2 separate regions of the Cyprinus carpio genome follow, and region 2 is linked to region 1. The links are chromatin contacts, called in public Hi-C maps. All regions are on one chromosome and are shown on one strand. The core of a region is the stretch at or near the end of the contact, and the rest is flanking DNA. Distances in the headings are between cores, read along the strand shown.

Region 1 (2,700 bases), core at 118-2,617:
ATATTTAGCCATGAAAATAGGAATTTAATACACGACAAGCCTTTTGAGATTGTTCTGCCCGGCTTTGAGCAGGAATGTGGGTCAAATGCTGTAAACATTTAGGTGTTTCAGAACATAAAATTAACATTGTATGCTTATTATCTCAGCATTAGTCTGCATTCAATATTCATGTTCAACACTTCTACTAGGAAAAACAAAACAAACAAAACATTTGCCTCCTAGCTGAGCATTCAGAGACTGCTTTATGTGTGAAAGATATATGCAGTGTTGCCTTAGAATTTGGTCAAACTGGGGTGTCTAAGACAGCGTAACTATCTGTCGTAACTCCCCCCACATGGATGTGTTGTTTATCCTCCACAATCAGGTTACGAGGAGGCTTTTTTCTTGAGAACTGAACAACTACTGGACTAATGGATGCCATATTTTATTCCCCGATACATCCACACATGTGCATTAGACAAAGGAACATGGATGATTAAAGGTCCTATCCCCACAAGAAAAAAACAACAACATTTTTTTTTTTTTTACCATTTTATCAATTAATAATCAATGAATTATCAATTAATCAAATTTAAATGTTATTATGCTACATTATTTTATTTTACACTTATTAATAAATAACATCTTAAAATGACAAATAAATAAGCACAACCCTGTTTATTCTGTTCACATATAAAAATACAGTTAGAGCACAAAATAGATGAAAAAACTGTTCAAATTGACAAATAAATAGACAATGAATTAATGTTTAGAGTGTTAATAAATAAACATTTAATTCATGTTTAGAATGTTACTTGAATGTAAAAATAAATAATACATCAATAACTGATTTTTTAGATTGCATTTTTCTTTTCATATCAGTTCATTATTTATTTACTCAATTAACTATACTTTAATACATTAATTATAATAATAAACTTGACATTAAACAAACCGTTTTAAATATGTCTATCTATTTGTCACTTTTGAACAGTGCTTCATTATTTAGATTTCTAACTTATTAAAAATGAATATTAAAATGATAATTGGTTACTTTATTTAATTTTTACGTGGTACTTAAAATGCAGTGCTTGTGAGATCTAAATCTGGAGATTGTAAAAATGACTTTAAATGGAATGTGACATTACTCCACACTTTACGTTTGATGTTTTGCATTGATTACAGCTGGTTCTCATTGTGTCTCCTTTGCACTTCTCAGCATTTTCATTTCAATAAGTTAAGTGACCCTAGAGAGGATAAGGAGAAGTTGAATGAAACGCAGTGTATTAATGCTCCATATGCATCTTCTTCTCTTTCTCCTGCAGAACATTCCTACTAACATCTAATGGATCTTCATTACTGTCTTTAGAAAGATTACACTGGTCTGCTACTGCCATTGTGAGATACATAAATTAACTGTAATGGAGAGAGACCTCTGGGGAGAGCGTTGTGGTTAGATGCTCTAAGCAGGTCAATTTTTCATTATTGCAAAAAGAGAGCTGGAGACGGGGTGGGATCTGTGTCTCATAAGGGGTCTGGAGACAAGCTGAGGAAACCTGACGTGAGTTTTCCAGTCATTGAGTCTCTGATGTCTCCCTAAATACAATATCAAACACTCAGAAACACACACACTCGGGCACACAGAGGAGTAAGTGCACTGTTTTTAATTAATATATTGCGGGTGATGGTGTAGGTCTGCTGGGGGAAGGTTGAGGAGTGCTAGACATCTGATCCTCTTTAACTTTAAAATGTCATCCAGACTTTCGGCAGATGTTTTTGAAGTAAATAAGGAAGAACAACAGTATAAAAAGAAACAAGGGAAAAGATCCTGATCATGTGGTTAAGTGCTAACTCACTCTAGCAGAGAGATGGCCTCATCAAGAGCTTCTCAGCCAGTTCTTCCAGTTGTTTTGACTTGATGTGAAATCAGGAAACCTCAATCTAATTAAGTCTTTCCTACAGCACAAAACTGCCTACTACCAATGGAACAAGATCTTTTGCCATCAGATTACCTTAGTGGTAGAGTAGCTACCAGGAGGAACCAACCAGGTTGTCCCAAACCTGTATAAGCTTAATACTTCTATTGAACACGAAACAAGATATTTTGAAGTACAGTTGCATGATAGCCATTGACATCCATTGTATGGAAAAATACTGTGTAAGTCAGTGGCTTCTGTCAGCTGTTTGTTCTGTACATTCTTCAAAATATGTTTATACTTTATCAATAGGTTATGTTTTTATGTTGTTTTTTAATGTCAAAATTGTTGTCAATTTTGACTTTTTTCATAGTTATGACTTCGTATGTCATTATTTTAAAGTTTATGTAACAACGATTTACCAGAGCATGGTTATTACTGTTTTTTTTTTGTGTTTTTTTTTTGTTTTGTTTTTCATGTCTGCTGTGATACAGAGAACTATTTTAAGCCAGTCCCCACAGGAAATGTGTCTTTATGCAAATAAGCAAATTATAGTAGGCTATATTTGGGGATTGAGCTGCAAAAGTCTGGTCAACTGAACTGCTTTGCCAGTGAGCTAATTAGCTAAAACATGCAGTGCATATGTGGGATTAATCAGCCATCCAAAACATAAACATTATAAATATATATATATATATATATATATATATATATATATATATATATATATATATATATATATATATATATATATATATATATATATATATATATATATATATAGCATAGGCTACATATTGTTTAC
Region 2 (2,700 bases), core at 31-2,530, 68 kb before region 1:
GTTTGACACTTGGATTCATTGTGACTTTGGCTTTACAGAGCTGCCAAATTGTCCGTTAGAGCTAACAGATGTGTTGAATTTTTTGGCGCAGGAACATTTACTTGAAATTAAACCTGACCTAGATTTGACACTCTCTAAATACTGGTTAAATTGCGATTTAAAGCAGACAAGCAACACATTACATTCTCAAGGTCATTTGTTTGCATACACTTTAGGGTTGTTTATTCAAATAATATTTCATTCGTGCTCTATATTATGCCACAATTTCAAGACGTCCGCTCAGCATTGGACTTTCTCCAGAAAAGAGCATCATCGAGCACAAACATATTTTCAGTTCCACATCGAAATGCTGCATAACTACAAGTGGGCTAATTCTGAAAAGTGACCCATTTCCTCATGACCTCGGTGTCCGCCATTCCAGATCACATCCTTATTTATACAGAGAAGTGAAGTGGAAAGTGTTCCCCCATTGCTCTGCGTTTACAGTCATAGGATGTGGTTTGCTTGCAAGAGGGATGGTTTTCGCCGCCTCCTCAGGTTCTTGCTTGCAAATCGTTTTTTTGAGCGATGGGGTTTAGATCTATTTGTAGACAGTGCCGTCGTGTGACGTAACACCTACCTGCTCCCTTATTAACCGACTACAGCTTGTTTTTGAGTAACATTAAGCCTGCTGATGAACGCTCAGTTAGCTGGCTGAACTTCTGGAACATTAGTGTTGCCCGTCTTGCGTTCCCTTCATAAAATATGCAAACGCATGCAAATAGGAACATCATCAAAAGGCAGTGTGTCGAGGCCAATCAGATAACAGAGATACTGCGGCATCCAATCAAATCAGGTAGAACTGTGCCACCTGATCGATGCGTTTTATCTCACAGCATAGCCAAATTAAATCCCTGCAAAATGTGCAGAGTGCTTATCTATATTATCGAGTGGCTGAGTCAATACTGAGGAGGAACGCTACCTTCCAATGTATCACCCCTGCTATTCAGGACCACCTAGCCTGTAAAACTGAGCAGGGAACTCCAGGCATTTACAGTCTGCAACATTAGTTCAAGTAAAGAAACCACGGGTGGGGAAATTCCCTTGTAGACGTGACACAGAAAGAGCTTTTATTGAAACGGGTCACAGACCTCCATGAGATATATCGCCATCTGTGCCTCGTAAATCGCCTTTAGGAATGCAAATATCACGATAAGTTCTCTGCCTTGAACAACATTTTGGTACACTGGAGGATGCTTGGTGTGTAGTGTAATCATTGTATAATCAAAGTCGGCGTGGGTTGCGTAACAGTGGAGCACATGCACTTGGGGTGAGGGAGTTTGTACTATGTTATTCAAGGCTGAGGGGAAGTCTGAGAGGAAATGCTATTTAACCGGTTTGGGTGAAAGGTGTAACGGATGGCTATCAAGTTACGGACTGATAACAGGCCAGTTTATAGCCATAATGTAAAAGAAGGTCATGCAGAAAGGAGTCTGCAAATCAGAAACGGTGATGAAGTCATTTTCTTCCAGCTCCAGAATGATTAAATGCATTCAAGTGACAAATAAGAGTATCTTCAAAATAAAAATATAGTAATAATAATAATAATTATTATTATTTTTTGTTTTTACAAATATCATGAATTAATCCATAAATGTATCAACATTATCAAAAATATGAACTCCATTAATTATTAAATCTAAACATAATAATAATATTAATAATAATAATGTTAATTAACAACAAAAATCAAAAAAAAAAAAATTAATGACTCTACCAATGTCATGTGGTGTAACCAAGAAAAATATTTTGCACACATCTTAACTCACAAAAATGTTTAAACAAACAATAATACTAGAGTTAACATTAAGATCATTCTAAATACTTATATTCGTACGTTATCTCAAATAATTGACTCGGGTAGACTTCACATTCAGCATTCCTTTCCGTCTCGCGCACAGCCGCGTCCACACAGCTTTAAACGGTATACTCAACCGCAGATGAGCGCGGACGGATGAGCTCGACACGTGCACAGCGCGGCTGTCTGCAAGCCCTCTTGAAGACGAAAATAACGTAATGCCGACGGTGTGCAGACGGCCGAAATATACTCTGGCCTTTACGCGATCGGCAACCAACCATTTTTTGCCTTATTGCAACTCTCTGTTCTGGACTTGCACAAACGGCGTTGCAATGCAGTTATTTTCCAAAATGTAATTTATGTGAAAATATGAAGTCTGATAACGCCCGTTAACACAGGCCAGAGACGCTGAAGACGGATACACAAAGAAAAATACTGTAGGAGGCAGATCACTCACTGTTCATGATGCACAAACTATTGGAAGAAAATCCTCAATATTGATTTGGGGGTTTATATGAATGTGTTTCTGAGGGGAGCTGACTGTCTTTTGAAAAGTGTATGTGGTATAATTTCACAAAGCTTGTCAGAACATTCTGTTTTTGCTTCAAACTGGGTTATTATTAAATCAAATTATGTGTATGATTATTATTATATAACTAAATGATATGAAATTATATAAATTAAATGTAGCTTATATGAATTATATAATTAAAATTAAATAACTATAATTACAGATTTAGGTTAAATAAAGATGTCAGTCTTTATTTTTTCTTTTTAGGAAACAAATCAAAGAAAAAATAAATTAATTCTGCTGTTTCTTATATTCTGTATGTTGCTCAAAAACAAAATATATTGTGTACAGT

Evidence for each region. A called contact is a pair of places that touch in the nucleus more often than the background predicts.
Region 2: a Hi-C map of red blood cells shows a contact between it and region 1, with 4 times the contacts expected there. The contact joins two enhancer-like sites. A contact is called at or near these places in 2 of 8 Hi-C or Micro-C datasets (liver and red blood cells).

Annotation. Positions count from the first base shown.
Region 1 is chrB11:19,223,243-19,225,942 of ASM1834038v1, reverse strand. No RefSeq gene overlaps it. Among protein-coding and RNA genes, the nearest start is that of LOC109110205, 20 kb to the left of the region's middle. Within about 2 kb of position 1,367, at least 2 of the 8 cell types and tissues checked have an H3K27ac peak or open chromatin away from gene starts, as enhancers often do.
Region 2 is chrB11:19,291,036-19,293,735 of ASM1834038v1, reverse strand. The region is part of intron 18 of si:ch211-51h4.2; the gene reads left to right. The region is part of intron 2 of LOC109110205 (F-box-like/WD repeat-containing protein TBL1XR1); the gene reads right to left. Among protein-coding and RNA genes, the nearest start is that of LOC109110205, 47 kb to the right of the region's middle. Within about 2 kb of position 1,280, at least 3 of the 8 cell types and tissues checked have an H3K27ac peak or open chromatin away from gene starts, as enhancers often do.